Regions from separate parts of the Mus musculus genome. Here regions 2 and 3 are each linked to region 1. A link is a contact called in public promoter capture Hi-C data. All regions are on one chromosome and are shown on one strand. Each heading gives the region's core, a stretch centred on a gene start, on an enhancer-like site or on the middle of the called end of the contact. The rest is flanking DNA. Distances are from core to core; before and after follow the strand shown.

Region 1 (4,730 bases), core at 280-2,779:
GACTTAACCTAACTAGCTATTGTTTAAGAAATTCCTACAAAAAAAGGAAACACCTAAAACCAATTTTATTTATCGTGGGCAATTTTTGACTTGCCATCGATTATTTAGCAAACAGATTTTGACAACACTAACAGCTTCTCTCTCTCTCTCTTGGTTTCTGGGACACTGCTTCTCTATGTAGCCTCGGCTGTTCTGGAACTTGATCTGTATACCAGGATGGCCTTCAATTCAGACAGATCTGCATGCCCCTGACCCCAAGTGTTCTAATTAAAGATGTGAGCCACCACTACCACCCAACTGACACTAACAATTTTAATCAAAATGTTTATCAACATTACTATTTCTCAACTATTATCATTCATTCAGCAATAGTTTACTAAGTGCCATATAATGTTCTAGGTATTGAGGCTTGAAATCACTACACTTTCATGGAATCACTCATAAAAAAAAAGTTAAAGACACCCACAACTGCAAAATGCTGGCCAATTATTCTTTAAACAACATATATCAAGATACCACCTGTGTGAGGTTTGTCTTTAAAACCTAAAAGGCCAGTCTTTAGCTAAGACTCATGGCACATGACTTTTTAATTTTAAGTCCAGCATTCTGGAGGCAGAGGCAGGAAGATATCTTTGCGCTGGAGGCCAGCCTAGTTTACAGAGAGAGCTACACACCAGCCAGGGTTACGTAGGAAGACAGCCAGTCTGTGATAACTGATTTTAAACACTGAGTGACTTATGGAAAGCTGTGTTTTATTGGTAGTCCAAAGTTAAGAACACCACCAAGAATACATTAGGCAGGTTAAACTGCTTAAACGTTTTCAGATTAACATATACATGTTATTTCTCAACTTAATAAAGATCAGTTCCCCTAACACCGAGGCAAACAAGCACTCAGGAGAGGATGACGTCTGGGTAAGAACGAGTCTTATCGAGGAAGTCCCTTTTCATTCCTGGTCCTACCTGAGTTCCGTGGTTCAAGAGTCACGGAACACTTTCCAAAGCCTCAATCCTACTTAACAGAGGGATCCACAAGCCGTGGGTGACCGGGTCGGTCTGAGGCAGGGTCTGTGCGTGTAAGCCCCGCCACCCTTTTATTCCTCGGCTAGGAATCCCCCAAACCGCAACCACTTTCCTCTGCGAGGTCAGCTTCCAGTTCCAGGCATTAGCGGCGCACCCCAGAGGACCCGACCCTGTCCCGAAGCTCCCTCGCCGCCAACCCCGCGTCGCCTGCTAATTTCAACGTGCATCAGGGATTCCAAGGAGGGCGGTGGAATCCGGGAAGCCGGACTCTTCCGTAGAACCCAGGCAGCTGGAAAATACCCTCCTCGGACCACCAGGAGCGCAGACGGTGGGCGGCGCTGCCCGCGGCCAGCTAGATACTCACCCCTCGCCTCAGGCAAAACCCTCAGCGACGTCTCTCCTTCCTGACAGCAGCCATCTTGGAGGTGGAATGTCGGGGAACTACGTCATTTCCCTGCGTCTCGGGACGTTAAGAAGCGGCCGGAGGGGGCGGCGAAAGTCAGGTGCCTGTCAACCAATTAGAAGAAAGTAAAGCTAAAAAAAAGAAAAAAAGTAACAAGTCAACAGTCGCCGCTCCGCCTACCCTGCGGCCTTGTGGACTGCGGCCCGTAGGGGGAGGGGAAACACTCGCACACACCCTCCCATCGCCCCACCCCCTTGGCGAAAGGGAGTTCGGGAGCAACCGAACCTGTTAACGGAACTTCGGCCCGGAGGCGGAGCCAGGGCTCCCGTCGTTCAATCACAGCGCGAGATCTAACCAATCGAGTCTTCGGATACGGCTCCGCCCCGGTTGCTGATGTCCAATGGCTGATCAGCACCCTGGCTGGCGGGCGGATGGGCGGCGGGGCGGAGCCGCGCCGAGGCGTGTTAGGTGCGGGCCAATGAACGGCGGCGGCGGCCCGTGGGCGGGGCCCAGGGGCGGGCGGAGCCGGGTTGGGCCTAGGCGGCGGGGCTGTCTCTGGCTGCCGTCCAGCCCCTCCCGTCCGGCCGCCGCCGCCACCGCCGCCGCCGCCGCCTGGGGGTTGGTTGAGGCGGACGGTGGGGTCCCGGCCGGAGTGTGGCGCCGCCGCTGCGCGAAGACGAAGCGGGCAGGTGAGTGCGGACGGCAAGCACCCGCGTGCGGCCCGCGGGCTGAGGGGACGGGGTTCCACCGCTCCTTAAGGAGGTGAGGCCGAGCGTGCGGACTCCGAGGTCCGGTGCTCGGCCGCGACCGAGTTCTCAGGGCCTGGGAGGCTGTGGGCTCCGAGGCCCGGCAGGCCCGGTCCCTGAGGGGACTGGCGAGCGTCTGCAGCTTCCCTCTTCCACCGGGACGGGGGCAGGCGGCAGGTTCAGGGCGCGGCCTGGGCGCGGCCTGGGCGCCGCCCTCGGGTACGGCCGGGGCCCGGAGTGCGCGCGGGGCGCTGGGACTGCGTGCGGCGGGCTGCAGCCTTGGTTTCCTTCCTCCGGTGGCAGGCGCACGCGGCTTGGGGCCGAGGCCCCTCTGCAGCTCTCTGTTGCCCACGGGGAGCCCGGCCCCCGCGCCTTGTCCTCCACTGCCCGCTCGCAAAGGCGGGCGTAGAAAATAGGTCAGGTTTCTTCCCACGCGCCCCTGGCCGAGGTCCACACGCGACGAGCGCGCTGCGAGAGAGAAGCGGTCCGTGCTCTCGGAGTTTGCCATTCCGATTTTCAACTCTTCCTTCTTGCGGCTGCAGCCTGGGCATGCGACTCTGCCTCTTCTCCCCGCCTGCCACTCTTGGAGAAGGAGCTGATTAGTGACGTGCGCCACTGGCTGCCGAGGGGCCTCACCCCCTCCGCGTCGTGTCGGGAGAGGACGTTGGTGCGTTTCTGGAGGGGTGCACGCGTAAAGATGACTCGGGACATGCTGTAATCCATTTCTAAACGAAAACGGTGTTGTTACCGAAGTAAACACATTTGAACAGGATGTTGACAGCCATCTTGCCTTTGCAGACCCTTAGAAGATTGAGGTTTTACTGATAGATGTAACAGAACTGCATCCAGGAAGGCTGAGGCAGGGAATCCGGAGTTTCAGGCCTGCCAGAGCTACATAGGGAGACCCTTTCAAAAAACACACAAAAACTAAAACCAGACTTGGACACTGAAAGTGTGGGTTTTTCATATGTGATACTGTTCCCATTTCCCTTTCAAAGGCGATGCTGAGGGTGTTTTTAAAATGAGTTTTAAACAGTGATAGTCTTGGGGAGTTTTAAGTGAACGCACCCTTAAAATACAGCAGTATAAAAGGACATTTCCTCCCCAAGTTAAAAAGTTTGTCTAGACTCACTGGAACCTACAGTGTGTATGTAGGCTCCTACCTGTAGAGGCTCACTTTATAGATGGGTCTCTGGGGCGCCATGATTGATATTTTGGTGGAATTCCAGCCATTTGGGAAGGAGTTTTTCTAGGGCTTAAGAAAACAGTTTGCAAAACCAAGTTCTGAAAAGCTACAGAAAAAAAGAACATCTTACTGGGACTCTAAACAACCTTGGTCTTTATTGCCCCTACCTTCTTTTTACCGTGCGTTCCTTTCTCTTTTGAGATATTACTAATATCTGGATATGCAACTCTAGTTCCCTTGGAGGGAAGTAGTTGCTATTTCTCCCTCCTTTTTCACTGTGCAAACATCTCAGTGGAGCTATGCTGGACTTGAAGATCCAAACATTGTGCTGATGTGGGTTCTAGCAATGAGGGTTTCTGTTCCTTTTCTGTTTATAAATGTCCAGTAAAATTCTCACTGAAATGCTGTTAGCTGGGCCTTGTGGCATAGCTAACATTAGCCCTTGCTACTCAGGGGCCTGAGGCAGGAGGATCTTAGGTTTAAAGCTAGCCTAGACTGTGTGAGAGACCCTGACTGGCTGGGGATCTAGCTCAGTGTTAGAGTGTTTGCTTATTGTGTGAGAAGGCCTGAATTCCATCTTCAGTACAAACATATCATTGTCATTGACTATCTTTTTTATGTGATGCATATTTAGGCCAAATTTAAAGATGATTAAACCATTTCTTTAGAAGCCATGTGATTATAAGACAATGAGGAGGCAATATTCAGTTTTTTATTGTTATTGTTCCATAGGTCAACCACTAGAAAACTGTTTCTATGTTCAGCACTGTGGTGAACAGTCAGTAACCTAAATCTTGATCACCTAAAAGAGAATGTTAAAGATGACTGTGCTCAACATAGTTGCACCAGGAACACATAGAGTAGGTTTGCTTGTAGTAAATCTAGGAGAGTCCCCAGTCCACAGAGGTTGTCCTTATCCCCACCCTTAACTGCTTCAGACCTTATATGCAGTGGGGAAGTATTTGCATCTAACTTGCACACTAACCTCTCTCAAGGTTTGAGTTGTCTGTATATTGCTTCCAGTACTTATTACAATGTCTCTGCCATGCAAATAGTTGTCACATTGTGTCCTTCAGGGAGTAGTCACCAGAAGAGCTTTGTATTATATGTTCAGTAGTGGTGAACTTTGTCTGTCCCCTTACCTATTTCCACCTGCTGGTGGCTGAATCTGCAATGGAACATTGGACTGATTGATGCTGTGAGGATGGAATGTTTGTAAAACTGTGAGTGAAATACACTATGGCCCCTGCAAGCAGGGCGAGCGAGGCTTTCCAAGTTTCTGAACTGTTTTACTTACAGAGTCTGTCTCAGTTTGACTCAGAAGTAGCTGCTAGAAATGGAACTGTGTTTGTTGTGTGTAGTTTGCTGGAAAG
Region 2 (4,824 bases), core at 138-2,637, 1.9 Mb after region 1:
AAAAGTAAAAGATAGAAAAAAAGAAAAAGCTTCGCTCGAGGAATAAGCATTTTTAAAAACAGTCTTCTAGGGGGAGCCGTGTGGTGATAAAATTAGATGTTCAAAAATTGCCCAAAACTCAGAAGCCCTGAGTTTTAATTATTTACATGCAGTCAGGTGGGACTTGGTGTAGTCCCAATGATGTAGGACTTTTCTGACAGTAAATATATTAATTTCTTTAAGTCCCTTTTAGTGAAAGCTACTCTCCCGGGACAGAATGTTCTGCCACCCAGCACAGCAGGGGAAAGCTGCCGATTCTTACACTTCTGTCTGTCTGTCGGAGTCTCTGCTCGAATACAGTAAATGTGGGAAAGGTTACTGGGAGAAAGAGTAATGTTATCCAGATTCAGTTTAACTAAGGGCTCTGTTCCTTACTGAGGAGACAAAAAGACAGACGGGAAGGGAGGGAGAGAGGGAAGAAGGAAGGAAGGAAGGAAGGAAGGAAGGAAGGAAGGAAGGAAGGAAGGAAGGAAGGAAGGGGAGAAAGAAGGAAGGAAAAAAGAAAGGAAGGAGGGGGAAAGGAGGGAGGGAGGAAGGAAATAAGGGAGGATAGAGGGACAGAACGGGGAAGGAAGGAAGGAAGGAAGGAAGGAAGGAAGGAAGGAAGGAAGGAAGGAGCATTCACCTTTGTCTGAGGCAGCTCTTTAAGTGAGAACAGAGCGAGGCTGCCTCATAGCTCCCAGGAACAAGGCAGCCCTCTAATGCAGCAGACAGGTGCTGGAGCTAGTATGTGTGACCTACAGACTAGCATACTGGGTGTCCCTCCTTTGTCAATCTATGGAGAACCAACTCTATACAGGCACTATTTCACCTGCCATTTGGGTTCTGGGATGCTGGTCCCATGTCCCTGGATGCCCTGCAGGGACAGGTGACATGCCAGCACACTGCAGGTGGGTGTGCATCTCAGAAACACCGTCCGGGAAAACCAGGCCTGTGCATCTTTGTTGACAGCTGGGCTGTGTCTTACATGCTGGGAACCTAAGAGACTCAGTATATATTCACTCGTTAAATAAACATGTACATTGCAGAGAAGCAGGTGTTATATCCAACATCCTCTCTGAAGAGAACTCTCTAGAACTACAGCATTTATGAAATGACAGCCACACTCTCTGGGCTGGGTGACAGGAAGCTCCTTTCAGAAACCATTTCAGAATCCCTGAAATGAGAACAACTGAGAACAAAACTGACCCTTCCCCCAGGCTCCTGAAGTGCCACCTGGCTGTCCCCGAGAAGGTACGACCCTGAGAGCTCTGGGGTCACACCTCCTGGCTCACAGTGCCCCTGTATGAGTAGCATCTCCAGCAACACGCCCCGCTCACAGGAGCACAGTGTTCCGTTAGCAGTTTGTGCTCGGTGGGAAAGAAGGCAGGCGAGTTAGTCCTTGCCAAAAACGGCAAATGTGACACTCCACAAGCAAGACACTGTCAGGAGCAGTTGCTAATTTATTTTAAGTGCCCCCTGAGTTTTTAATTTATCTGGAAAAATAAATAGATAAATCTGAGACTCTCCCTGCCAACCCAGCCCAGCGCTGGGTCTGCAGTGGCGGTGGAGGTTGGGGGGGGGGGGTGACAGCGACTGCCTCGGAAGAGAGGTGTCAGGATGTTCAGCCAACGAGGCAGGGCGGGTGGCTCCCATCCGGGCGCATTAGAAGTGGATCTATATGGAATTCATAAAGAGCTGACCTTTCATGTTCCTAAATTGGCTCGAGACACACATACGAGAATGGAAAAAGAAATCTTTCTTTCTTTCTTGAGATAGTCTGCAATTCCAAACAGTACGGCAGGCTTCTCCAAGCCCGGATTCCACAGGAAGCTTGGAATGCCATCGGTCTAGTTTAGAAACTCGTTACCCGGAGTGAGGAGCCCAGCGAATATTATCGTTTCATAAATATGCAGATTTTGTTTATTTAAACATTTTTTATGACACTTTGTGTTTTCCTAAATTGGGTCATCATTTTAATATAATTGGAATCTGATATGTGTCCTGTTTTCTTTGAAAGCCATCTGGTTCATTTTTTGACTTTCAGAAACCAAATTATCTGTGGCAATATTGGGCCTTGTGGTGGCTCCTTATGAACCGAGATGTAGCTTAAGAGCATTGAGTCCGGGAGGTCCAAGGCCGTGCTCGGAGGCCTTCTTCCTTCCTATCTCAAAGATGGGCAGTTAAGAAGGTCTGCATGCCATGAAGATCTCTCAAACCACAGAATCCACAATCTTCACATGAGGAGAAAATTGAGTTGGTCCCTCAGGCACTGTCTTAGAAGGAAAGCTGGTGGCCAGTAGCTACCTGTCTGGTTAAGATGATAGAGCCACAAGGATATCCAGATCCTGAGTGCCCTGGGTGTAGGATGCCTGCATGGTATATGCTCCTTTCACAACACTGAGTACTAACTAGCCGGTGCTAGAGGCGCCACTGCTGACCGATGCTGATTCCAGAAAGAAATCAAATACAGTGAGGGGGTATGTGGCCGCTAACAAAGTCTCCATAGCTGGTGGCTGAAAAAAAAAAGGGTACACATAAACACATACACACATGCACACACACAGAGACACATGAACATACACAGAGACACATGCACACACAGAGACACATGCACATACACATGCATACACAGAGACATATACACACACAGAAGACACACAGACACATGAACACATACACACATTCACACACACAAGCACATGCACAGGCACACACAGACACACACATGCTCATACATGCACATGCTTGCTCGAGCACACTCTCTGTATCTCTGTCTCTCTGTCCCTTGTAACCCAGCCTGGTCCCAGGGGAGCAAGCTTGATAGCAGACTCACCTGCTACCTAACCTAGCAACCAGTGCTTTCAAGACCTATGCTATGGCCTCACGGCCAGGTCGGAGCACTGGGTCAGCCCTTGCTACACAGGACAAAGCAAGCACAGGTGTGGGGCTAGGGAGCCACAAGAGGAACCAGGGCTCTGGCAGAAGAGCTCTGGTTTCCATTATAAGGCCCAGCTCTACACTGGGAAGAAGCAGGCAAGCTGAAGCCAACTGCTGCTCATCACCAAAGCTGTGGTCTGACATGCAATTCACTGGCCAGGCACACACATCCCAGAATAGCTATAAATGCCACCTAACACGTTTATAGATGAAAACGTCTTATGACAATGTCAGAAGGTTGAGCACCACTGGAAAGCTAGCACGCCACTCATATACCCCAGTCAGCAGACCAGTGGGTGACTCACATCCGTGTTCATCTTACATGAATGCTGTGGTGGGAAAGAAGCTGAATGTTCCTTCCAAAGTCCACCAATAAAACTGAAAAATAAGAGGCCGGAGAGATGGTCCAACTGAGGTTAAGGAAGAGCACTTCAGCTCTGACAGAGAAGCCAGTAACAGTTCGCAGAAACTCCCTTGATAGCTCGTCAGCATCTGTAACTCCAGTGGATACCCTCCTCTGGCCTCGGCTGGATCCAGGCCAGCACATGGTGCATATTACAAACATGCAAGTCAAAACCACACACATAAAATAAGAATAAATAAGTATGTGTGTGTGTGTATGTGTGTGTGTGTGTGTGTGTGTAGAAACTTACAATAGACTTAATTAGTTAATTAATTAATTAGCTAATTAATTAATTAAAGCAGGTGTGGTGGCAAGCGCCTGTAACACCAGGACTTAGGCTGAGGAAGAGGTAGGGCTAGGGCTAGGGTTAGGATGAAGGTGTGGGCTTAAGAGTTGGAGGCTAGCCTGTGCTGTTTAATAAAACCGTCTCAAAAGACCCAAAACAAACGAAATGAAATCAAAAATCTAATACATATATTATTCCTTGAAATTAAAATTCCTTTGACTAGCAAATGTCTGTTTGCCCCACCCTCCTTGCAAAGAGACGAACGCATTTCTGACATCCACCCTCGCTTGGCTCCAGAGTGGGGCCAGAGGCCTCTCACTATCCGTAGGTAAGATTCTTGCTCTCAGCCTCAGTTGCTCACTTGGAAATGAGCTTTTGGAAACCAACATCAGATGCTTCCTTTTGTTGTTTATTAGACATTTTCTTCATTCACATTTCAAATGCTATCCCGAAAGTCCCCTATACTCTCCCACTGCCCTGATCCCAAACCCACCCACTCCCACTTTCTGGCCCTGGCATTCACCTGTACTGGGGCATATGATCTTCGAAAGACCAAGGGCCTCTCCTCCCATTGATGGCTGACTAGGCCATCCTCTGCTACATATGCAGCTAGAGACATGAGCTCTGGAGGTACTGGTTAGTTCATATTGTTGTTCCACCTATAGGGTTGCAGACCCCTTTAGCTCCTTGGGTACTTTCTCTAGCTCCTCCATTGGGGGCCCTGTGTTCCATCCAATGGATGACTGTGAGCATCCACTTCTGTATTTGTCAGGCACTGGCATAGCCTCACAAGAGATAGCTATATCAGGGTCCTGTCAGCAAAACCTTGCTGGCATATGCAATAGTGTCTGGATTTAGTGGCTGTTTATGGGATGGATCCCAGGGTGGGGCAGTCTCTGGATGGTCCTTCCTTCCATCTCAGCTCAGAACTTCATCTCTGTAACTCCTTCCATGGGTATTTTGTTCCCCATTCTAAGAAGGAACAAAGTATCCACACTTTGGTCTTCCTTCTTCTTGAGTTTCATGTTCATAGCAGCCTTATTTATAATAGCCAGAAGCTGGAAAGAACCCAGATGTCCCTCAAAACAGAGGAATGGATACAGAAAATGTGGTACATTTACACAATGGAGTACTACTCAGCTATTAAAAAGACTGAATTTATGAAATTCTTATGCAA
Region 3 (4,563 bases), core at 1,914-4,413, 2.0 Mb after region 1:
AGGAGGAGGAGGAAGAGAGACAAGGAGACAGATCACTGGGTGGAGAGCTTAGCAAGTGCAGGGAAATGAGTCCTGGCTCCTGGCAGTAGCGGATGCAAGCCCAGTGCACCTTCAGTGAGATAGGAGCAGAACCAGGACTGCCCCCAAAGCTTCCAGACTGGCTAGCTAGGCATATAAAGAGGCAAATAAGAGTCCCTGGTGCAAACAAGGTTTCAGGCAAGGAGCCACACCTAATGTTGTCCTGTGACCCTTACATGATATGGCCAGTATGTGACCCTTACATAAAAAAGTAAAAGGGAAGAGATGGGGGGTACTTACTCTCCTTCTTTCTTCAAAAGGACATCCTGTTTGCACAACCCATCTGATAACGTTGATAATCTCCTTTACTGTCACGGTGTCACTGATGTGTGGAAAAAGCTCAAAAAGCAATAGGTTTTTGGTGGTGGTGGTGGTGGTGGTGGTGGTGGTGGTGGTGGTGGTGGTGGTTTGGTTTGGTTTGGTTGTTCAGTTGGTTTTTGTTGTTTAGTTTTGGTTTTGGTTTTGATCTTGCAACATAAGATTGCACATCTTCTAAAGTACCCTGCATCTTTTGTACTGCCCAGGGATATGACTTAGTTATTCTTTACTACACAGCCTAGATCTGCTTGTCAGTTTGCCCCCACCACAAACCCCCTCGTCCTCATCATCATCCTTGTCCTTCTTCTCCCTCTCCCCCTCCTCCCCCTTCCTCTTCCTCCTGCTCCTCCTCCTCCTTCTCCTCCTGCTCCTCCTCCTGCTCCTCCTCCTGCTCCTGCTCCTCCTCCTCCTCCTGCTCCTCCTGCTCCTCCTCCTCCTCCTCCTGCTCCTGCTCCTGCTCCTCCTCCTGCTCCTCCTGCTCCTCCTCCTCCTCCTCCTGCTCCTGCTCCTCCTCCTGCTCCTGCTCCTCCTGCTCCTCCTCCTCCTCCTGCTCCTGCTCCTCCTCCTCCTCCTCCTGCTCCTCCTGCTCCTGCTCCTCCTCCTCCTCCTCCTGCTCCTCCTCCTCCTCCTGCTCCTGCTCCTGCTCCTCCTCCTGCTCCTCCTGCTCCTCCTCCTCCTCCTCCTGCTCCTCCTCCTCCTCCTCCTCCTCCTCCTCCCCCTTCTTCTGTGCCAGGGATGGAACCAGGCCCACACACATGCCAGGAGCAGAAGAACAGTACCACTGAGCTACATCCCCAGACCTCAAACTCCCTTTTGATAGACGCAGGAACCGTTGTAGATCCCAGTGTGGACCAGAGTGGATGGTGAGATGTCCCCAACCTCTATCCCAACTATTATGTCTGATTGTGCCACAATAGACACCATTCACAGAGTTAGCGCTAGAAACTGAGGCCACAGAGGCCAAATCTCAGACCTCCTTCCCCTTTGCTGGTTTGTACTGGGGCCACCAATAAGATACCTGACTTGCATTTGGCTGCAGAAAGCAAACCTTGAAGTTTCAGTGAGACTGAGAGTAGAAACTATGTGAAGAGCACTTTGGATTCCAGAGCAGAGGTCACCAGCACACTTCCTCTATAACATGAATGTTGTAGACTGTGCAGAGCCATAGATCTCAGCTCTATTGGCCACAGGACAAGAGAAGCCACAGGTGACCACAGCAGACACCGGCTGCATAGCCATGCATTGCTACAGACAATGAAATTTGAATCCCATGTGAGTTTTGTGTCTTTTAACTTTTGTTGTTGTTATTGTTGTTGTTGTTGTTCACCATTTAAAAATGTAAAAATGAGGGCCAGAAACATGGTTCAGCGGTTAAGAGCACTGACTGCTCTTCCACAGGTCCTGAGTTCAATTCCCAGCAACCACATGGTGGCTCACATCCATCTATAACAGGGTCTGATGCCCTCTTCTGGTATGTCTGAAGACAGCTACAGTGTACTCATATAATAAAATACATACATAAAATCTTTTGTGAACATATAAAAACAGAGCTGGAAGTATAGATCAGTGGTAGAACTGCTTGCCTGAGATGTGCAAAGTCCTAGTCCTATCTCCAGGGCTGCAGAAAAAGGAGGAGGAGGAGGAGGAGGAGGGGGGGGGGGGATGAGGAATAATTATTAAATAAATCAACAAATAAGTGAAGACTTTGTTTTAAAGATTCTTACATGACTGTGGGTTGTGACAAACAGGCAGTGGGCCAGCAAGGCTCACCTTAGACAAGACTTTAGACGACTTGAGATTTAGTCCCATATCAGCCATAAATGACAGGAAGGCTTCAGCCCAGGGTTCATTCTCCTGCCTTAACAAGGCAGAGAGACAGGGACACATGTTCCCCAGGACCACAGGGAATCACACTGAAGACTGTCCTTGGGCTCCCCAATGCCTGGCGCCTGCTGCAAACACTTTGTTCTGACAGGATAGTGGCACAGGCCTGTGATCTCACCTGCTCCGAAGACAAGGCAGGGACTCCGTACAGGACTCCCCTCCAAGGCCAGACAGGAGTCAGCTCCGGAGAGGTACAGGCGGCTGAGAGCCGCAAGGCGTGGGTGCTGCGAACTGAACCTGGGTCCTTCTCTAGAGCCGTACAGGCTTTAAGCCACTGCGCCATCTCTCCAGCCTGACTTTTACCTTTTTAGGGATTTTTTTTTAAAGGCATTTATATTAGAGCTTTATCACAAAAAGTCGACTTTTCTCCAGGTTTTTAGATTCCAAAGGAAGTGATGGGCGGAGGGAGACACGGTGTGGGAACAGGAGGATTTACTGCACAGAGGGCGCGCGCAAGGTTCACTCCAGAAGCATTAAAGGCCGTTGGGCCCAAAAGCCCCCTGTGTCCTACTCGATGCTTCCAATAAAGCAAACCAGGCTCCCTTCAGAGGAAACTAAAACAGCCAGGTTAATATTGATGCCGCGAGGACGGGCGGGGTGGGAGGGGGGAGCAAACAGACAGGCCGGGACACCACAGCACCCAGCCTCCAAACCACATGTAAAGTTGGAGCTAAAATGTCATATGCATATGTAATTTATATGCAAAGCGCTCCTATCACAGGGCCCCTGGCTGCCAAGGCTCCTCCATACCACGGAAATTCTGCAATTGCATCTTGTCAGTCACCTACGGAGGGTAAAGTCTACGAGAGCACAGAGACTTCTCTTAAGGCCGGGGTATTAAATTCTCCTCGCGCGCGTCACTTTCCGGGGAGCTCAGCAGGTTTCGGCAGGAAGACCTATTTTTGCTCCTGTGCGGGCTCTGTCCCTGGCAGAGTGACTGCAACAGACTGTACACAGCTCTGCCAAGAATCTGAGGCTCTGATGGTATGAGCCAACCTCAGACTAATAATTTTATATCTCAATATAAGCAAAAAAGAGTTCCATAAAAATAGACCACTTTTAACAGGCTGGTACTCTGCGCTGAGAGGGCTGGAGAACGAGGGTGCCGTGTCGCAAGCACTTCTTTCCCCTGTCTGTGGTACCTAACTAAAGCAGCTTCCATATGGCTATTTGTCTGATCGCTGAACTTGGAGAGAGGATGCTGAGTGGGTTGTCTTTAGACTCTATGCCTGGACTCCTCTGGAGGTGAAGTACCTACTCGTGTATATAACACACTTCCCTCTTCTCAGTTCCCAGGAGACAGAAAACAAACAAGCCCAAGGCTCACACTCCTGGTATTCCTCACCACACTAACACCAGCTCCAGACCGTGAATACGCACTTATTAACGAGAGAAAAAACTGATGCCGGGGAAGACAGGTATGGTGAATGGCCCCGGGACTGCAAAAGATCTGCTCTGCAGTGTCCAAAGCAGCGTTGGCCTATCCTGGTCTCAGAGACAGCGACAGGGCCCCAGGTGTGCTTCCTCAGCAGGCTTCTCTACCGAGTTTCCTTGGGTCTCCGTGCAAAAGTTCACCACCTCCCAGCACCTAAAATGATGCCCAGGTACCATCTCCGACAGAAACACAAGAGCTCTTGCTTTTGCAGATGGGAAAGAGAAGTGCATTTCAACACCTAGAGGGCAATCAGTGGGGCAGCAGGAAGGCCTTGAAGGATGGTGTGACATCTTTTGCAAAGTTGTCAATTACTCCGGAGGTCTCCAGGGAAACAGCAGCAGTGAGACCCTTCCAGTAAGGGACCGGATAAGGGAGATGGGCTCTAATATTGTCTGGGTTAGCAAGCCCGCATGCTGAAGGGCATGTCAGCGACCTGGAAGCCCCTTAGAGTTAATGCTACCATTTAAGCATGAATATTGCGGGCCAAGCCCTCAACCTGGGAGCTCAAGCAAAGGCAACACAGCTGTCTTCAGACAGGTTTTCCACAGCTGCTTTTGAGAACCCGGGTTGTGGCTCAGGAGACCTTCTGGCTGATCTGTGACAGCCCATCCTGAGTAGCCTGCTTTCCATACATATGAAATGGCTCCCCACTGCACCCCCTGTACTTATAACTGAGTAGCCGCCCCAGCCAAGCTGCTGCTTAAACCATAGCACCGCAAAGAGAGATGCTAAACTAGGCATAGCCAGGGGAACGGACCTACAGGAGTGGGATCAGGGTGTGTGGACCCTGCTCTTTCAGAGGGAAGCAGGAAGACATAACTGTAACGCAGTGAGGTCAGCCTGGGTGG

What was found. Promoter capture Hi-C pulls out the DNA fragments that hold promoters and counts their contacts.
Region 2: a contact with region 1 is called in a promoter capture Hi-C map of hippocampal neurons, with 6 times the contacts expected there. The contact joins the enhancer-like site here to the promoter of Ccnk in region 1. A contact is called at or near these places in 5 of 39 promoter capture datasets (cranial neural crest, frontonasal cranial neural crest, hippocampal neurons and 2 more), 2 of 484 Hi-C or Micro-C datasets (CD8 T cells and double positive thymocytes) and 3 of 115 datasets of contacts at active chromatin or transcription factors (double positive thymocytes, embryonic stem cells and thymic regulatory T cells).
Region 3: a promoter capture Hi-C map of hippocampal neurons shows a contact between it and region 1, with 6 times the contacts expected there. The contact joins the enhancer-like site here to the promoter of Ccnk in region 1. A contact is called at or near these places in 8 of 39 promoter capture datasets (cranial neural crest, embryonic stem cells, frontonasal cranial neural crest and 4 more) and 1 of 115 datasets of contacts at active chromatin or transcription factors (embryonic stem cells).

The regions. Positions count from the first base shown.
Region 1 is chr12:108,176,537-108,181,266 of GRCm38.p6, reverse strand. Ccnk (cyclin K) reads right to left here and starts at 1,529. Exons shown (of 12, transcript NM_009832.2): 1 at 1,387-1,529. It overlaps Setd3 (SET domain containing 3), which reads left to right and starts at 1,983. Exons shown (of 13, transcript NM_028262.3): 1 at 1,983-2,114.
Region 2 is chr12:106,299,359-106,304,182 of GRCm38.p6, reverse strand. No RefSeq gene overlaps it. Among named protein-coding and RNA genes, the nearest start is that of Gm24986, 81 kb to the right of the region's middle. Within about 2 kb of position 1,387, at least 19 of the 459 cell types and tissues checked have an H3K27ac peak or open chromatin away from gene starts, as enhancers often do. A contact at or near this core is called in hippocampal neurons, where this site is marked.
Region 3 is chr12:106,184,476-106,189,038 of GRCm38.p6, reverse strand. No RefSeq gene overlaps it. Among named protein-coding and RNA genes, the nearest start is that of Gm24986, 34 kb to the left of the region's middle. Within about 2 kb of position 3,163, at least 25 of the 459 cell types and tissues checked have an H3K27ac peak or open chromatin away from gene starts, as enhancers often do. A contact at or near this core is called in hippocampal neurons, where this site is marked.